7 separate regions of the Mus musculus genome follow, and regions 2, 3, 4, 5, 6 and 7 are each linked to region 1. Evidence: chromatin contacts called from public HiChIP or PLAC-seq and promoter capture Hi-C data. All regions are on one chromosome and are shown on one strand. Each heading gives the region's core, a stretch centred on a gene start, on an enhancer-like site or on the middle of the called end of the contact. The rest is flanking DNA. Distances are from core to core; before and after follow the strand shown.

Evidence for each region. Promoter capture Hi-C pulls out the DNA fragments that hold promoters and counts their contacts. HiChIP or PLAC-seq counts read pairs in DNA pulled down with a chosen protein or histone mark. Capture Hi-C pulls out chosen DNA fragments and counts their contacts.
Region 2: a contact with region 1 is called in a promoter capture Hi-C map of hippocampal neurons, with 5 times the contacts expected there. The contact joins the promoter of Traf6 here to the promoter of Slc1a2 in region 1. A contact is called at or near these places in 3 of 39 promoter capture datasets (hippocampal neurons, pre-B cells and second pharyngeal arch cranial neural crest), 1 of 115 datasets of contacts at active chromatin or transcription factors (embryonic midbrain) and 1 of 9 other capture datasets (embryonic stem cells).
Region 3: a contact with region 1 is called in a promoter capture Hi-C map of pancreatic islet. The contact joins the promoter of Prr5l here to the promoter of Slc1a2 in region 1. A contact is called at or near these places in 2 of 115 datasets of contacts at active chromatin or transcription factors (embryonic forebrain and neural tube) and 2 of 9 other capture datasets (embryonic stem cells and pancreatic islet).
Region 4: a promoter capture Hi-C map of hippocampal neurons shows a contact between it and region 1, with 8 times the contacts expected there. The contact joins the enhancer-like site here to the promoter of Slc1a2 in region 1. A contact is called at or near these places in 10 of 39 promoter capture datasets (the 3T3-L1 cell line, 3T3-L1-derived adipocytes, cranial neural crest and 6 more), 1 of 15 datasets of contacts at CTCF or cohesin (large pre-B cells), 8 of 484 Hi-C or Micro-C datasets (cerebral cortex, cortical neurons, embryonic stem cells and 2 more), 6 of 115 datasets of contacts at active chromatin or transcription factors (embryonic forebrain, embryonic hindbrain, embryonic midbrain and 3 more) and 1 of 9 other capture datasets (embryonic stem cells).
Region 5: a contact with region 1 is called in an HNF4G HiChIP or PLAC-seq map of pancreatic cancer cells. The contact joins the enhancer-like site here to the promoter of Slc1a2 in region 1. A contact is called at or near these places in 7 of 39 promoter capture datasets (the 3T3-L1 cell line, the C10 cell line, hippocampal neurons and 3 more), 2 of 484 Hi-C or Micro-C datasets (the MNK3 cell line and bone marrow-derived macrophages), 5 of 115 datasets of contacts at active chromatin or transcription factors (embryonic forebrain, embryonic midbrain, embryonic stem cells and 1 more) and 2 of 9 other capture datasets (liver and pancreatic islet).
Region 6: a FOXA1 HiChIP or PLAC-seq map of pancreatic cancer cells shows a contact between it and region 1. The contact joins the promoter of Ehf here to the promoter of Slc1a2 in region 1. A contact is called at or near these places in 10 of 39 promoter capture datasets (the 3T3-L1 cell line, the C10 cell line, the HPC-7 cell line and 5 more), 1 of 484 Hi-C or Micro-C datasets (bone marrow-derived macrophages), 3 of 115 datasets of contacts at active chromatin or transcription factors (embryonic forebrain, embryonic stem cells and pancreatic cancer cells) and 4 of 9 other capture datasets (adipose tissue, liver, macrophages and 1 more).
Region 7: a promoter capture Hi-C map of liver shows a contact between it and region 1, with 2.3 times the contacts expected there. The contact joins the enhancer-like site here to the promoter of Slc1a2 in region 1. A contact is called at or near these places in 6 of 39 promoter capture datasets (the 3T3-L1 cell line, the C10 cell line, liver and 1 more) and 1 of 115 datasets of contacts at active chromatin or transcription factors (pancreatic cancer cells).

What each region holds. Positions count from the first base shown.
Region 1 is chr2:102,657,411-102,659,971 of GRCm38.p6, reverse strand. It overlaps Slc1a2 (solute carrier family 1 (glial high affinity glutamate transporter), member 2), which reads right to left and starts at 1,283. Exons shown (of 11, transcript NM_001077514.4): 1 at 671-1,283. The coding sequence starts at 687. LOC115489466 (a long non-coding RNA gene) reads right to left here and starts at 664. Exons shown (of 2, transcript XR_003953884.1): 1 at 1-664.
Region 2 is chr2:101,677,124-101,679,684 of GRCm38.p6, reverse strand. Traf6 (TNF receptor-associated factor 6) reads right to left here and starts at 1,265. Exons shown (of 7, transcript NM_001303273.1): 1 at 1,065-1,265.
Region 3 is chr2:101,796,441-101,799,001 of GRCm38.p6, reverse strand. It overlaps Prr5l (proline rich 5 like), which reads left to right and starts at 1,295. Exons shown (of 9, transcript NM_175181.5): 1 at 1,295-1,530.
Region 4 is chr2:101,904,702-101,907,262 of GRCm38.p6, reverse strand. No RefSeq gene overlaps it. Among named protein-coding and RNA genes, the nearest start is that of Commd9, 20 kb to the right of the region's middle. Within about 2 kb of position 1,277, at least 70 of the 459 cell types and tissues checked have an H3K27ac peak or open chromatin away from gene starts, as enhancers often do. A contact at or near this core is called in cerebral cortex, cortical neurons, embryonic forebrain and 3 more, where this site is marked.
Region 5 is chr2:103,324,258-103,326,818 of GRCm38.p6, reverse strand. No RefSeq gene overlaps it. Among named protein-coding and RNA genes, the nearest start is that of Ehf, 22 kb to the right of the region's middle. Within about 2 kb of position 1,293, at least 42 of the 459 cell types and tissues checked have an H3K27ac peak or open chromatin away from gene starts, as enhancers often do. A contact at or near this core is called in pancreatic cancer cells, where this site is marked.
Region 6 is chr2:103,301,918-103,304,478 of GRCm38.p6, reverse strand. Ehf (ets homologous factor) reads left to right here and starts at 1,283. Exons shown (of 9, transcript NM_007914.3): 1 at 1,283-1,424.
Region 7 is chr2:103,257,739-103,260,299 of GRCm38.p6, reverse strand. No RefSeq gene overlaps it. Among named protein-coding and RNA genes, the nearest start is that of Ehf, 44 kb to the left of the region's middle. Within about 2 kb of position 1,284, at least 6 of the 459 cell types and tissues checked have an H3K27ac peak or open chromatin away from gene starts, as enhancers often do.

The DNA of each region.
Region 1 (2,561 bases), core at 34-2,533:
TCATCATGCCAACTGCAGCCTCAAGAGGCGAGGGGCGCCTCCAAGGCCACAGGCAAAATAAAAATGCCAGTGATAGTCCAGATAGTTTGGAAACTCTTGCTCCAAGCTACAGGTTTCCTTCCCTCCTCTCGGGAAGCACCCAAATCTCTTCCACTCTTCCTTGCAGCTCGCCAGGGAAATTCTAATATCCAAAGGCAAAGACCTCTTGGGCTGGGGTCTTGCCATCATCACCCCACACACACACACACACACACACACACACACACACACACACACACCCGTGCGCGCCCAAAGCTAGCATTCAAGGCTGTGCGCTTCTCTTCGCCCCGCCCCGGCTCTGATCCTGGCTCATTCATTCCAACTGGTCCCCTCCTTGCAGCCCAGGCAGTGTTTCCTGCAGGCTCCGTGGACAATTCTTTATTGTCTTTAAATCTCTGAAGTAACCTCCACGGTTTCTTTTCACACTTTTTCACCCCTTTCCGTTAAATCCTCCCGGTCCTCAAAAGACAGCTAGTCTACCAAAGAAACCAGACCCCTTTCCCACCACCTCCAGCGCTCTGCTAGGGTTTCAGGGGTCCAGGGTCACAGTTCTCTGTCCCCATCTGGGATAGGGCAGCACCACCCCGCGCGCGGCTCCCTCTTCCCCATGGGCACCCAGAAAAGCTCTCACCCCTCTGTTGATGCCATGGCGTGGGGAACGCCCCCTCCTCCCGGGCACGGTCTGGAGACGGTGGCGGCGAGCTGGGTGAGCCCGGAGTGCGGCGGAGAGCGGTATTTAACGGGCAGCCTCTCTCCGCCCTCGCACCCCCCTCCTGGGTAAGCCCTTTAGCGCCTCGGCGCGCGCGGGAGGCTGCTGCGGGCGCTAATCCACGTCCCGGCTTTCCACCGCGCGCGGTCCCGTGAGCGGCTCGCGGCCAGCGCTCCGAGGGGCGCTGCGGGGATCCTGCACCGGCTGCTGCGAGGTCGCGCTGGCCGCAGGGCTGCAGGAACACACTCCCCGCTTCCCAGCAGCCACCTGTGTGTGTGCGTGTCTGTGTGCTTCGCCGCGGGGCAGACCGGTACCAGGAGTGGCCGGCACCGAGCGGGATGGGGAAGACCGGGAGTGCGAGTGCGGGGGAGTGTGTGCGTGCGTGCGCGTGTGCTGGTGTGTGCGCGCCGGGGGAGGCGGTAGAGGCCGCTGCGCCCTGGCTCGGCGCCGGCCGAAGAGGGATTGCAAGGTTTAGCCCAGCCGGAGCTGGGGATTTGCAGGCGATCCCTCTCTATTTTTGTCCAGAGCTGACATCACCCGCGCCGCAGCCTGGGGCGACTTCTTTAACTGTCGCCCCTGCCCCCCATCTTTAGACGTTGTCCCTTTTCTGTTGTCCCTCCCCCACCAGCCTCCAGTCATAAATTAGAAAAAAAAAAAAAAAAAAAAAAAGGCACCGCCGGTAGTCCGGGAAGGCTTTGGAAAGCCAGTGGCAGGATCCCAGGGTCTAAGGAGTCGCTATTGTTTCCTCTCGAGTCTGAGTGGCCCTGGGTCACCCTGTGCTGGGCCAAGCGCTGAGACCCGGGATGCCCCTCCGTCCCCAATCCTTGGAGAAGCCTTGGCACTCCCCATCACTCCCTGGACATCTGCTCGGGCTCACATCACACAGGCCGGCACACCCACCCACATCCTACCACTTCTGAGAGTAGAAGTCCCACTGAATCTGAGCTGCAGAAACACTCAGGTGACCGGAAGGAAACGCGACCCAGCTGCGGGTCCTTCTTTACCCGGGCCCGAATAAATCCCGGACATTCAATCATTCGTCTAGATTAATATTAATGTGGTTCCCCGAGGGCGAGCAGGGTGTGAGGGATGCCATAATTTCTCTCTCTCTCTCTCCCTCTCTCTCTCTCTCTCTCTCTCTCTCTCTCTCTCTCTCTCTCTCTCTCACACACACACACACACACACACACACACACACACACACACACACACGCCAGGGCCAAGGGCTGGAGACGCATCTCCTTCACCCACCCAGGGCTCAGTTCTCAGCAGGCCTCTGAGCGTGGGGGGAGGCGTGCAAAGACAGATGGGCTTCTGCCTTCTGCGAGGGAGAGTCCAAGCCTCCTGCCCAGCTTTGCATAATAATGACAAGTTCTGCTCAGCTTTTATTATCTCGAGGACTGGGACACACCAGACACCTACAGGTCCTCCACCTGCTGACCCCGTGGCCACCTAAAAGGCAAAACCTTCTTTTCCTCTGCTGGACATTGGGACTCAAACCTATCACCTCTGCAGGGCCCAGATAAGAATTAAACAGACTCTACTGAGAGGTTTAAAAGTGTAAACAAAGATGTCAAAAGGTGTGAGCAGGTCACTTGGGACCTGCTAGGCTCCTCTGAGCAGCATCTCAGAACTCCAGCATTCTAGTTTCTTTTCTCCTTCTTTTCCCCTCCAGGATTCTAGCCCAGAGGCTTTCTCATCCATGCTCCACATCTTCGCTTCTTTGCATGCGTGGCAAACTGGAGGGGTCACCTTCGTTCTCAATAAGTAACTGAATGAACTGCATTCAAAACCTGTTCTGTTAAACCAGCTG
Region 2 (2,561 bases), core at 16-2,515, 980 kb after region 1:
AACTCAAATATGATTCTTGTATCTATCATGTGGCTAAGCCACTGGTTCAAACACTTTCCTCGAGTCACATGACACCTCTTTACCCTCCATTTCAAAAACCAAAAAGAGCTCTCCCCACCCCGGCATCCTCAAAGGAGGTATGAAAGGCCAGCAGCTCAAGTCTCAAAGCCAATATAATACTTCGGCTGTGACAAATTGTTCTCGTTTCTAGACGTCTGTCACAGGCTAGCGGACTGCTCTCAGAAAACAAGCTAATCCTATACATCCAAGCGTTAGGTGCTTTCTGTTCACACACAAAGACAGTCTAAGTCTCATCCGGAGTTCCCCTGAAGCCAAATACTAGGAACAGCTTTAGCAACACGGCGTCTGGAACAATCGAGAGAGCGCAGGGGTGGGGAGGGGAACATTGGTGTCAGCGTACTTTTTTTTTTTTTAAACTTGCTGCTTAGGTTAGAACCGCTCTCGAATTTAAAAGGGCACACAAAAAGTTTTCCCCTGCACTCTGGGAGTTTGAAGGGATTTTCTCTTTTCTTCTTTTCTTTTCTTTTCTTTTCTTTTCTTTTCTTTTCTTTTCTTAATTTAAGCTGGAAGGGACGGGAAAACCCAGCAGGCGATTTCCTTCCCCGGACAGGGGAAAACACCAGGTGAGGAAGAGAGGGGCTGGGGAGAGGGATGCCGTGTGCCGGAAGGCGACAGAAACGCCAGGAGAGGCTCCTAAACCAGGGGCGGGTTCAGGACCTGTGGGGCTAGAGCAGGGGAGACCCGCAGTCCCGGGGAGGGCACAGAGGGCTCCTCCGGCTCGTGGGAGGACTGTGGGCGCATCCTGCACCTGTCAGGCGACAGGGACAGAGGTGGCTTTGTGCTGAGACAGGGGGTCCCAGGGCTACCCAGACGAGAGGGGGCAAGGGGGCGGAGTCCCGGACCCGAGGGAGGACGTGGAGATGGCCAGTCCTATCTGTGGGAAGCGAGGGCTCGCGGCGACAGGTCCCTGTCCCGTGGGGAACCGGGGGTGACTCTCCCGGGCCCGCGGCCGCCGGAACTCTAGTTCGAAGCCGCTCACTCACCGATCGTACACGCTGAGACTTCACAACCAACTGGGAAGGCTTCCCCGGGCTGCGCCGCGTCGCCTACATACACGGCACTCCGAGACCAAGTGGCTCCGACGCCAAACTCCCGGCTCGTGGGCCGCGGCTGCTGCGTCCGCCGACGGCCGGAGCCTCAGCCCCAGCCGCGGCCGCCGCTGCTTCCGCCTTCTCAGCTCGCTAGGAGCAGCAAGGGGAGGGGAGCGCGCCCCGGGACAAAGAGGCCCCGCGGGAGAGGCCGCCCCCTGTCTGTGGTCCTCCACGCTGAAGCCTTACCCCGCCCTTCCTCGCAAAGAAGTTTTCTCAATAGGCAGAACCTTACATTAATCACGTAGCCCTTCCTCGGACCAGTGCAAAACAGTCGTCTCATGCATGAAACATTTCTTCACAATTGCTGCCATCTGCATGATCCCATTCTCCAACATTGTCACGGGAGAGCTATTTTGAGTTCTCAGTTTAACTGGATGCAAATATCTACGGATTGTAACTGGCACAATGCAATAGATGCCCAAAAGATTTTCACCCTCATCTGAAAATTTGACTCATCTTCTCCATCTGATATGAAAGGTATTATTGTGTATTAAGGCTGTTAGGTAAGGTAAGTAGATACATGTAAATAAGTTATTTAAAATCATCTAGGAAATAATATGTGCAGTAAATATCAATAATACTATCTTTTGCTGACATCTTAGTAGAAGGATTCTTTCAAACATAAGAATCTAGTACAACTCAAACTCAATTCTTCCTCTATCCCCTTTAAAAAGTGCTTTGAAATGTTTAAGGCATGAAGAGTATAAAAAGCTACACCCAGGCTTCTGTGTGCTCATCACGCAGTTTAAGAAGTAGAAGGAAGCAAGTTGAATTGCAATACTCTGCGTATAGCTGTCCCCTCCACTTATATAAGTAAACTCCTGAGGTATGCAAAAAGGGATCATCTTACAAAGTCAGTGGTGGGTAAAGGACCAGTGAGATGTCTCAGCGGGTAAAGAAACATGACTTTAGTCCTGACGATATGCGCTGGAACTCCAGAACCTACACCGTAGAAGAGAACCTATTGCCAAAAGTTGTCCTCTGAACTACAAGTGCACACAATGGCATGCACATAATGCACATGTGTGCAAGTGCACGTACATACACATACACACACACACACATGCGCACACTACAAAAAAGAGAGAGAGAGAGGCACAGAGAAAAGAAAAGGCAGGGCATTGGATTTCCTTCATTTATTAGTGTGACCTCTGGAGCAAGTTAGTCACGTGACAGACATTACAAGCTTCCACTTCCTAAATCATAGAACAGGTTTACATCATGGGTGGTACCTTACACACTGTTGTCAAGGTGAACTAATAAAAAAAATTGATGTGGGAGAACTTAGCAAGAGGCTTTCAAAAAGATCAGGTGTTCTGTGTTTATTTCTTTTTGTTTTTGTTTGTTTGTTTGTTTGTTGGTTGGTTGGTTTTTTAACACAGGGTTTCT
Region 3 (2,561 bases), core at 46-2,545, 860 kb after region 1:
AAAAAAAAAAAAGAAAAAGTGGGCTGGAGAGATGGGAGATGGCTCAGCGGTTAAGAGCACTGACTGCTGCTCCAGAGGCCCTAAGTTCAATTCCCAGCAACCACATGGTGGCTCATAACCATCTGTAATGGGATCTGATGCCTTCTGGTGTCTGAGGACAGCTACAGTGTATTCACATATATAAAATAAATAAATCTTGAAAGAAAGAAAGAAAGAAAGAAAGAAAGGGAGAGAGAGAGAGACAGAGAGAGAGAGAGAGAAATGTTAAAGAAAAGGGTTTTTGTTTTGTTTTGTTTTGTTTGTTTTTTGAGATGGGTTCATATAACCTAGGATGAAAAATTGAACTCATTGTGTAGAGCACGATGACCTAAACTCTTGGTCTTCTTTCCTCTACCTCCAAAGTGCTACAGGGATTCTAAGCATTCCAAAGGCCGTGACTCTTTAATACAGATCCTCATGTTGTGGTGACCCCCCCCTGCCCCCAACCATAAAATTATTTTGTTGCTACCACTTAACTGTAATTCTGTTATGCATTGTGTGTATATCTGATATACAAGATATCTAATATGTGACACATACACACACACACCCCACACAAAGGGGTCTCGACCAACAGGTTAAACACCATCGTGCTAGGATCCTGATTACTCCACCACCAGCTCAAATTCTTAGCACCTACCGAGCAACAACAAGGAATTTCCAAAGTTATTTTACATTTTTAAAATGTTCGAACTGGTTGGTTTTCTGTGGTTTCAATTCTGATATGTCGTGTTCGTGAAACCTTCGCCTAAAAATTGAACCCCAGATCCTTAAATTCGTTTTACAACGCTAAGGAAGAGACGCAAACAAGTGTGGAATCGGTTTGAAAAATCTTTCCTTAAAACGCATTCGCGCGTGCGCGCTCCAAAGCAGCAACAAAACCTCTCTCAGCCTCAGAAATGTTCCGCAGAACTCCAGTCCTTTTGTATCTGGTCGCACGAACACCTCTGGACTCCTGGAGACGTTTCTCATCCCGGGTTTAACAGTGGGAGACCAAACTCTTCTTGGCTTTTCGAAAGGTAGTGCAGAGTTCCCCTGATTTGCAGCATCCTCCCCTGCTTTTTAGGACCACGACCTTGGATTTCCTGAAATTGTTGAAATGAATTTAAGCGCAGGGTCTTCCGCCTACTCTTGTTGTTGGAGAGGAGGCGTGGGATGGGGGTGAAGCGAGGCGGGGGCATTGGAGAGAAACCACAGCGATGTGCACCGGACAGGAAAAGTGGGAGGAGGAGAGGGAGGAGGAGAGGAGGCGGCCGTAAGTTGAGAGAGGAGGGAAACAGTCACCAGCCTGACTCTGAGAGCTACGGCGGAGAGAAACCTGGGCAGGACGCGACCCGGCGTAGGGCAGAGCTGGGAGAGGACCTGGGGAGGGCGAGCGAGCGAGCGAGGCGAGAACCAGCCGAATCGCTAGTTTCTCTCCAGCAAGAAAACTTTCCCTGGAACACCGGAAACTTTTTCCTGAGCGCTCAGAGTCCGAGACGGAGGCGAGCGGTGGGTGTGCGCGGCTCGGCTCGGGTGACTCACGCCGGGGACCCCAAGGGGGTGAGTGGGGAAGTCCCTGGAGGGCCTGAAGTCATCATTCTGCAACTTCGCAGGCTCGGAAAATAACTCGCCTGGCGTGATCTGGGGGTGGGAGTGGGGGCACGGGGACAGCGAGACTGAGGGGAGACTCCGCGTGGTTAAGGAACCTCCGCATCGGATGCTGTAGGCGGGGAGGTAGACTACCAAGAGGTGGGTAAGGGAAGGGGCAGGCCGCCCTGAGTGTAGTGGGTCACGGTGGGAGAGGAAGCGCTGTGAACCCTTTTTGGGGGAATCCTGCCAAGCGTGGGACCCTAGTAAGCTAGAAGGCAGAAAAAGAATGTATCTGCACCATCCTCCCAAGGCCAGAGGGGCAGATCTACAGTCATGAGTGCTCAGGAGGCTACTCGCCTGAAAAACCCATCCTCTCAGCCGTCCCCTTCTTTCTTGAAGGGAGGCGTGAGAGTCGAGGTAGTAGATGGAGACCAGTTGGCCCGGAGCGCTGGGCAGGCTACTGTAGCCAGGGGACAGCCCGAGGGAGACCTAGCCTGTGGTGGTGAGAAGCTCGGGACAGTTCACTGCGACTCTGCGCCAGGCGCCCACGGTGTCCCCTTTCCGCTTCGACTTTCGCGCCCGCCGGGCGTTGGGCCGGGATTTCCTCTGCGCGCCTCGTGTGCGCACTGCGCGTTTTTACGCACAGGGGGCGCTGTGGGACCCGCACCTCTAGACCAGACTACGGTTCCCAGAGTTCGTGCCTGGACAGCGACAAGGACTAGGTGTGCTTACAAAGGATCCTTCAGGAATAGATTTTGGGGTGCTGCCCTTGTTGGCAGTAGGGGTTTCCCCGATTCCTACCCGCGCCCTGCCGGGGATCACATGCCACCGCCGCCTCTTCCTCCGCGGTGCCAGAAGCCCGCGTTTTGCTTGTCAGCAGTAAAGTGGAGAGTATTTATAGACGCCACTGCAATCCTGCGGTGTGCAAGGTTTCAATTACTGCGCTGCGT
Region 4 (2,561 bases), core at 28-2,527, 750 kb after region 1:
AAGCTGGCCTGAACTATATAGCAAGACACTTTCTGACACAGTAAGAGAACAAGAGAAAAAAAATACATAATATGAGAAGTAGGGGGGACTCCATTCTTGGTAGCCAGACCCGTCCATGCCTGTTACCAACAACTTCTATTCCCTCCATCCTCAGAACTCTACCCTGTTAATTCAGATTTAAGTCAATTTCTTCAATTTTGTTCCAAAAGCTTAAAATGTAGGTGGAAAGCTGGTTATGAAGGACATTGAGTATCAATTCTGAGTTTAGCCTTCATTCTGGGGCATTAAGGAGCCATTAAGAATTTGGGGCAGGGGAATGCCATTAGACTCTAGTCAGACAGTGGGAGCAGCAGGAAGAAGGAGGAGGAGGGGGAGGAGGGGGAGGAGGGGGAGGAGGAGGAGGAGGAGGAGAAGGAGGAGAAGGAGGAGGAGGAGAAGGAGGAGAAGGAGGAGGAGGAGGAGAAGGAGGAGGAGGAGGAGAAGGAGGAGGAGGAGGAGAAGGAGGAGGAGGAGGAGGAGGACGGGGAGGAGGAAGGAGGAAGGAGGAGGAGGAGGAGGAGGAGGAGGAGGAGGAGGAGAAAACAGAAATAGGAGAAAGCTGTTGAGCCCGAAGCAAGGAAGTCCAGAAAGTTACCTGGGCTCCTCACCAGCCATGGGGGTGGGGGTCAGAACACAGCAAACCCCCTTCACACCAGAACTGGGGCATTCTGCACAGGGCCTTACCTAGAAGAGGCAGCACGCAGAGCAGACATGTACCCGCCATGGATGGGCACCCTCCCCGACTCAGATACCTTCATACATAATTAACCTCCTCCAAGCAGTGCTGTCAGGAAGAGTTAAGCTTAATCTCTTTCTTATACAGATGAAGAAATCGAGATTTAGTTCAAGCAGCCCTAGACCTGCATCCTGCCTCCACTATCCACCCATGGTACAGAAAGTTCTCTGCTGGCTGAATCCTGGACCTGTGGTTGCCGCGCACAAACCTTGTTTGGCGAAGCTGTGTCTGGCCGGTCCAAAGGTACAGATTCTTGGATTTACTAGCCTGTGGCAGATGCATCGGGGCATTAGGGGAAAAGTCCTGAAAGGGGTCCCTGGGAGTCTGTCCCTGCTACCACTTCTCCTTCTTCCAACCTTTGCTGCCCTGAGGAGATAACGAGATAACAGGCCTGGATCTGAGGGCCTCTTTTACAGGTAGCCTCTCCCTAGCCCGGGCTCTGGGAGAGGTCTGCTGCCACCTCACCTTTCCCGGTCTTTGTTTTCATTACTAAGACAGATGAGATCGAGAGAACAAGTGCGCCATCTGCTGGGCTTATCATGCAAGTTCCAGCTGCAGCTAGCCGAGCAGCAGGCGGCGATTGCCTTCCTGTTTGGATTTTAGGCCTTATAGTTAGTTTTTTTGAGTCACCTCAGAAGATAGTAAGACCTCGTGACCAGTGACATCTTTTATGAAATGAATCCCAGAGACAGGCTATCACTTTATAGCTGGAAACTCGGTACCGACAGGAACTGCCCATCATCCGGGTACTCAGGCTGTGGGACGAGGCTGGAGAAAGGCAGGCATTCGGCAGGACCACAGAAACAATGGGGAAGATCAGGCAGAGGGAGAAAGCCCACTCGGGCCTTTCCCAAGCATTCAGGGCCTGCAAACTCTCTCTGTGGAGATTAGGGTCCTCTGGCACCATCCCTGTACTACTGCCGTTAGCAATTTTTTTTCTTTTCTCAAAACTGCTTTAAAAAGAGGTGGGGGGAATTAAACCATAGAAATGTGAGCACCAAAGAAGATCGGATTGTATAAAGGTCATCAGTATGCAGTTAAGAATGTTCAGGAGCCAGGCGTGGTGACGCACGCATTTAATCCCAGCCCTCCGGAGGCAGAGGCGGGCGGATTTCTGAGTTCCGGGCCAGCCTGGTCTACAGAGTGAGTTCCAGGACAGCCAGAGAAACCCTGTCTCGAAAAACAAAACAAAACAAAACAAACAAACAAACAAACAAAAAACCAAAAACCAAAAAACAAACCAACCAAACAAAAAGAATGTTCAGGAATTATCAGGATTGGAAGTCGGTGGATACAGGCTGAAAACAGGTTAATGGCTTGAAAACCTTCAAAGTTCTAGACGGCCAATAGCTTCTAGATTAGAGCATAAGGGGTTGGAGAGGTCACTCAGTGGTTAAGAGCACAGGCTGCTCTTCCAGAGGACCTGGGTTTAATTCCCAGCAACCACATGGCAGCTCACAACTGTCTGTAACTCCAGTTCCAAAGAATCTGACACCCTCACACAGACATGCATGAAGACAAAGCACCAATGTACATAAAACTAAGTCCATCATTTTAAAACACACACACACACACACACACACAGAGCTATCCTCCTGGTAGTTAAAGAGAGTTCCAGGACAGCCAAGATTATACAGAGAAACCCTGTCTTGAAAATCCAAAACAAACAAACAAACAAAATTAAACAGAAACAAAAGAAACGAATGTAAAAGGAATGATAACTAATAAGAGTTCCTTGCTTGTGGTAACATTCTCACCACACTGGACTCACATCTTGGAAGTTTGT
Region 5 (2,561 bases), core at 44-2,543, 670 kb before region 1:
TCCTTTGTTAGCATTATTTAGAGTATGACTTGGCAAACATTTGCTGGAAAGAGGCTGGAGGGAAATATTCTCAACTTCCCAGACTGGACAATGCCTGTCCAGAACCCTGCTATTGTGGTGGAAAGCGGCCACAGAGGACACACAGAGGTTGCATGCTGTTTTTGTGTCCGTATAACTTTAGGTATGGATGCTGGAATTTGAATTTTATATGGTTTTCACATTTACTAATACTAATCTTTTTTACTTTTTCCATCAATTAAAATGTAAAATATATTTTTAGCACATTAGGTGTAAAAAAAAAAATAGACAACAGCCTATATTTGGTCAGAGGGCTATAGTTTGTGGATCTCTGATTTAGAACTATAGTTCTTATTGCAATGAACCCCTTTGAGCATGCAAGGAAGGTTGCCCATTGATTCATTCATCAATCCTACAAATGTTTTTAGCTTTTCTGGGCTCCAGGGGGTTCTGGCAGTCTCTGTAGCTGCAGCTATGACCATCACAAAGACCTGTCCTCAGGGAGCTTAAACGTTATACATTAAATTCCCAAGCAAAGGGAGTCCTAATATTTTTAGTGCACAAACAGGCACCACAGGGAGTGGAGCTGGGGCATTGGTGCTGCCTTTCCAGCCTGGGAAGCTTGAGAGTGAAACATGGGAGCACGAGGAGGTTGTCCTCCAGTATAGGGGAGACAAATGAGGTAGAGAGAGAACAGCCAAGGTGAGGACCCTGAGCTGAAAAGGAGCCAAGTGGGCATGAGCCAAGGGACCCAAGTCCAGGCTGAAGTGGATGGTAACAGAGGGTCTTCTCCATCTTGATCAGGGCAAGCGAACAAACAGGAGGAAAGCAAAGCCTTTTTGAGAAAACGAGCTTCTTTGGCTCTCTTCTGTGGCTCACTGGGGTGGACCTTGCTACCAAGTGGCTGCTCTGCTCTCCACCTACAGGAGCCACCTGCAAAAGGAGCAACCCAAGATAGAAGCTACCCAAGGTCAGGGTTTACACACATCTTCCAGAATGGGTCGTGTCTTCCACACCCTGGTCATCATCTCTCAGCTCCGCCTACCCCACAAGGAACCAGCAGACCCACATCCTTGCATCCTTCCCAGCAAACCTTCTAGACCTTAGCCAGCCCCAAAGGGTGTGTGATTCCCCAGGGTTGTGCCTCAAATCCTCCTGGTCTTGCAAAGAGAACCGAGTCTGAGTCAGGTTCTCTAACCCAGTGGCCACCTGTGCTCCTGGGGAGGCTGGGAAACTTTCTGAGTGCAGTTAATCACTAACTAGCCAGAGATAAGAAAAAGAGAAAGAAACAATTGAGAAAATGCCCAACCCAGAGCTTAGCGAGTCCCTGCCCACACATGCCAGGACCTGGCATGCCAGGAAAAGCCCCAGGATCAAACCGAGGTTGTTCACTGGGGAGAAAAAAGCATGCCAGTCCCTGGAGGCTGCAGAACCTGGCTGATAGGCTGTTGGCAGCCACTGATTTGTCTCTGCTAGGACCCTTTGCTTTCAGCCAAGACTTAACCCCAAGGAGCAAACAGGGCAAGTTGTCCATGCAGCTCTGTACAGGGCTTGGAAACCTCAGATAGGTCAGTCAGCTACCTGCCTTTACTGGATTCATGCTGAAAAGAAAGACAGACAGGATACTGTTTGTAGGCTAGGCCAACATGGTAAGACGACAGACAGGCTGAGGTCAAAGGGAGTGGCCAGCCCCTCCTAGGAGGTCAGGAGAAGGGGCTGCACAGCTCATAATCCTGGTCATTGATGGAGGGTTTGGCGGTGTTAGGCAAGCCCAAGAGCTTCCTATCTATTATCCCCCAACTTTATATACTAACTTGTGTTCAAGAGAATAAGCCCTCTTTACAAGTGGAGAGTTTGCTGTCCTGTTTCAGGTCACGTTGCTGCTGACTCCCGGAGTTGGAATCCCATCTAAGTTCCCCCCTGACCTCAAAACAACAGAACGGGCTCTTTCAACTGTCTCTTTCCCATGGCCAGTGTCCAAATGCTCTCACGGGAGTGGTTTGCTTTCAGTCGGAGGCTTGAATTCTGGGGAAATCAAAATCCCAGACTTCCATCCAGGTGCTGACAGCTGTTCATGCCTTGCTATGAATGAGAGCCACTGGAAGGAAGATGCTGAGTGACAAGGAAAACTGAGAGGGCGCTGAGAGTATAGAGACAAGTTCCCTCAGCCACAGAGGAGGAGCCAACCTGTAATATCTGGATCGCAGCACAGCTCATGCCCCTGCCAGGGTTTCCCACAACATCTTACCAATCTCATACCCTCAAGGGGCTTTTAATTTATGTCTCTGGGAACTCACTGATAAGTGTCCCCCACCTCCTTGCTGATGCTATCAGCTGGACCCAGTACAGATGCTTCAATTTTTAAGTTACTGCCTGCCTTTTCAGAATATTGTAGATAACCCCCACCCCCACCCCCAAAACTTTTACAAGTGGAAGAAAAAGTACTCAATGATTGCCAGCTGGAAGCTCCCATGGTGGGAGGCAAAGGAAGCTGGCACAGCCTGAAAGTGCCCTCCTCTCCTCCTTCCCAGCAGCTGCCGCAA
Region 6 (2,561 bases), core at 34-2,533, 640 kb before region 1:
TGGTGCTTAAACCAAGCAACAAGTACAAGAGAGCATTGAAGCTGGCTGGCTCCTGCCCCAGTCAGCAGCACAACAACCATTTGGGTTTTGTTTTTTCCATGAACTTTTGCATACACACACACACACACACACACACACACACACTTTTTTTTTTTTTTTTTTTTTTTTTTTTTGCCACAGAAGGAACTGAGTTGTGATCACAAAATCTTTTTGCCAAACTCCTTCCTGTCTTCCGACAAAGGGAGAAGAGCCTCGCCGAGTTCAACAAACCTGCCAGGGGATGCTTTGCTCATAGAAGGCTGGTGTCCAGGAAGACCCAGAAGGGAAAGTTAATGGTTAGGGGATTGTATTTTTCCTGGCCAGGGTAGTCGCTCACCTGTGCAGGTGGAGAAACATGTGGGACCCAGTGAAGCAAGAATCGGAAACTCCCTGTGCACCCTTAGCTCAGGGGGTGGGGATCTGTGAAATCCGTAGGTCCCCTCAGCAGTTCACATCTTGCTCAGACTGGCATTTGGTTTTCTCTTTTCTGGATCCTACAGGGAGGGCTGATAAGCAGTACGATGCATCGTGTAAGAGTCAAGGGGAAGGGAAGACAAGCTGGTCCTCCAGCCCTTGTCTGGCTGAGGATTGTTGCCCAAAGACATTTCACAGTGGCCCCTCCCTTCCAGGGCTGTCCGATCCTCTGAGGTGCTTACCTGGGACTGGGGAAAAGCCTCTGAAATTGTCAAGAGTCACTACAAAGAGTTGGTCATGATGCCCAGAGACAGACAGAATGGACTAGAAACTAGAAGCTCCTTCCACGCCGGGTACCTGCACAGCCAGGGCAAAGATCTTGATGACATAGCAGAGGACTAAATACGGGTTAGAAAATGAGCCGGATGTTTAAGAGCACCTCAGGCCCTCTTCCTTCATTTGCTTGACAGGGACTTGGACTTGGCTTTTCTATTCCCCCTTCCTCAGAGCATCTTTTGGGGAGCGAGATACTTTTCACCTGAAACTGCCTCTAAGCTGAAAAGTACAGTCACGACCAAATCAATTCCTCATCCATTAACAGGTCGCCTCTGTTCTTGAGACACAGGCATAACCTGGTTAGACCTGTTTTGTTTGAACACTAACGTCTGAGTTGGCCAAATGCAAATGAGCCAATGTTTGTAATCCTTTATTTTATTTTTTTAAAGGGCCGGGCAGCCAATCAGAGGAGGGGGAAGTGACTTAGGGAATTCCCGGTTGGTGGCTTATTGCTTAACATCCTACAAAATGATTTTAAATTATTGTCATATGCATTTATCTTCACTCTGATGAGAGCTCAGACGTGATAAGGCCGTGGCTCCCCATCTCGGTAGGAGCTGGTGTGATAGCTTCCTGCCTTCTTCTTCATCACCAGAGCCATAGGACTTCCCACCCAGAATCTTTAGGTAAATGAGGTAAGTCCTCGCTTTTAAACTTCTTTTGAACCTGAGATTCAAACACCTGCTCGGTGGAAAGACAAGCTGTCTTGAAGCAGACAGGTGAAAATAAACCAGAGGCAGCTGGCAGGAAGTAGAGCTTGTGTTCCCCTGGCTCCCCCACTGGGTCTTGTTAGAGTTTATCTGGGTGAGAGCAGCTGGGTTACTCCTGTGTGAGTGTTATCTGTGAATTCCCTACATTGTCTGGACTGCCAATCAGTGAGAGTCTAAAAGCCCCCGGTTTCTCTCTGCCCATGTGGTATGTATGCCAGAGCTATATCCCTGGGTTAGATTTCTCTGGGACAAAAAAAAGCAAACGGAGACAGGTGACTCTGATGTCGCTCAGTGACGAGCTGGCTGGCTAAGGGATGGTAGTGCTCAGGGTGAGCTTATGGTCTCACAGTCTAGAGGTGTCTTGACTGATATTTCTTCTGACTCAGGAGCTATAGGGAAAAGCCAATTCATCTTTAGTGTATTCCAGTTTGAGGAAATAGGTGTAGATAGGTAAAAGAATCTATATTCACAAAGGCGGCAGGAGTCAGGTGGTCAAGGTTAGGCAGGTGGTACCCTTAAAAATGATCCTAGGCAAAAAGAAAACTCAACTTAGGTAGATGATTTTTACCGTATCACAAGAGGACAGACCAACCCTTTGTTTTTCCACAATGGAATACTATGACCAGACAGGCAGACATGACTCACCAGCAACAAATGTCCTGGATGCAGGGACTCTTTTGATTTTGTTTGTACACTATGAACAAGTGTTGGTCTCAGTGTGGATAGAGCCGAGATCAGTGGGGGGATGAATCTTGTTGGTTCATGAGAGCAACGAAGTGGCAAGACCACGTTAATTTTCTTGTCTTCCTTGGGACTCTGAAATCTGCTTTGCGCGATGATACATGTTCTGGATGAAGCATAAAATTCTCAGAGTCCTCAGGTGTCTCCATTGTTTTTCCACATTGATCTCAGGGAGAATGGGGGAGTTCAGAGTCTGAGATTTCTGATGGAAACGCCAGTTGGTTCTGTGGACACTGGTGTGAGGATTTATCAAGGCAATATCTTTCAATGGATAAGGAGAAGTTAGGGATCCGGAATGGCTGGGCGCTACTTTCCTTGAGG
Region 7 (2,561 bases), core at 35-2,534, 600 kb before region 1:
TGTGTGTGTGTGTGTGTGTGTGTGTCTATTCCTAAATACATAAGCACACCTGTTCAGTCCATTTTCAGTTCATTATTTTATCATTTATAATGCTTACTTTAAGTGCTAGGTTGTAAGTCATTAGAGAGAAGAGGCCCAACACCATCACCTTCTGAGAGCAAGGGTATCCCTAAGCTAAGCACCAGACACCATCAGTGTCAGTTGAACATGTAAGTGAAGGGCCTTATTCTGATAGGACTCTCTCTCTTCTTTGCTGTTAGCTAAGCGGGAAGTTCACATTCCCTTCTTGCCAATGATAAATCCTTCTAGGCAAACGTGAATCTTCTTGGTCATGTCATATTCCTTCCATCCCTGACCCAGAGCATCATAAGGATGCTCCGTTTTAATGCTGATGTCATCAAACCTTCCTGTGTCATAATCAACTACTGTCCTCTGCCACACAGCAAGTCAGGAAGGTCACCCATGCTAACGATTAAAAGGGTTGATATGGAACTAGAGGTTATGAATTAGCGCCACTGGACATGACAACTGCAGAGTTCCAGTGTCCCTGAGGCAGAGGCCTCAGAGATGAAGCTTGGGAAAGGCTTTGTCAGCTCTTGTCTCTTCTCTGCTCTGCCATGCTTGTGTGTGAGCAGGCATGTAAATGAGTCCAGCTCTTCTTTCACTTGCTCTCTGCACCTTTCAGTGACCCTACTTCTTTGTCATACTCTTCCTTCCTCTTGCTCACCAATCCTTTCAAGACTCTCTCTCCAAACCTGCCTCTCCAGGTTGGTGAAAGAGCCAAAAGAGGACTTGGTCCAGGACCAGAAATGGTGCCACTTCTCTGGAAAGCTTAGAGGTGACAATAACAAATGGTATTTACCTAAGAATTATTAGCACATCAACTGTTCTCCCCTTTATGGTTTAGCCATGTCATTCAACACTAATGGACTTTTCCAACAGCAAACAGAAAGAGAAGAAGGAAAACAAACAGTACGTTCACACTAGATAGAGGCAGTGATCCCTGCCGGACCTGGGAAAACAGAGGTGATCTCTCAGGTTGGGTCTGAGGACACATCTCACCTGAGCCGACGGTTACAAGACTCTGGACTCTTTCCACTGAGCTTTCTCCTGCAGGGAAAGCAGGAAGACCTGAACAACATAGCCTCACAGTACAAGAGGAATAAAAGGCATCTCACTTATTCGACTAATTCCAATTAGGTATTGATGACAACCCTGTGACAAGAACTGCCGGAGGCTGCCACAGGGCACCACACCCCAAGGAAAAGGTCAAGTGTCTGCTCCAACCTCATATAGTAGGTCAGTGTCAGAGGTCACCTGACATCCAGTTCCACTATACCACCCTGCCTCTATTGATGGCCAGTCTGCCTTTACAAAGGAGAATAATCTCCAGTGGCCAGGCTGGGAAAACAGGTTCATAGCACAGCCCACACAGGCCTCAGAGTTGTAACCATCTCAGCTTTGGGTTCTCAGGAACAGGCAGAGAGTGCTAAGCTGGTATGAGTACTGTGTTGGGGGAACCAGCCAAACTGTGATCAGTGTTAGGTAACTGTGGAGAGACAGGACACTGGTCCTGGGTTCTAGTCCTGGCTCCACTGTTGATGTTAGGAAGTTTGTGAAATTCTCTTATGGTAGTTTACAAATCTGCAAACTGACGGGTTGAACCAAGCATCTCTGAAGTTGCTTCAAGTAAAAAAGTGCTAGAACTTACGAATAAACATTTGAATTCAGTCCATGATTCAGCCAAACATCATAGAAATGGCTTTTTTTCATGGTCCTGGAATGGATTGTGGAGCTGAAGTGTTCACCGAGTCACCTCTGGTGGCTGTGTAGTTTTGGAGAGGCAGGAGGAGAGTGTAGGCAAATGCATCCAACACTGGATCTCTGGACATGCATAACGTTTCTGGAGAAGGCTGCCCTTTCATGTCTGAAAGTTGAATGTAGAGTTTTATTAAAACCACAAATAGGGGGTGGATATTGCTCGGTGGTTATAGCACTTGTTGTTCATGCAGAGGACCTGGGTTCAGTTCCCAGCACCCACACGGCAGTTTGTAGTCATCTATGACTCCAGTTCCAGGGACCTGGCACTCTCTTCTGACCTCCACAGGCACCAGGCACATGTGCTGTATATGCAAAATACTCAAGCACATATAATAAAGAAAAAAATTTAAAAGCACACATAATAATTTGAAATTCAAAACTCATGAAAGACATCGCCTTTTCCTGAGACTCTTGGGTCCCCAGAGTGTCAGTGTAGCAATGAGACTTCAGGCCTGATGACCTCAGCAATGCCTGGGTCAGACTAGACCCACTGCGACATGACCCTGCTTCTATGTGTCGAGTGTCACCTGGCTCATGGGTTCTACCTGGTCAGAGCTGGTGCATCTGAAAGTTGCACAAGTATTCCAGATACTAGACTTTTCATCTACAGAACTGAAATTTGTTAGTAAAATTTATTAAATTTTATTTTAGTACTAGTTAACACCATCATTAAAATAGGTGGTGAGAGGGGCTTATGGTAAATATAGTCTCTAAAAGACATGGTAGGAACAAAACATCAG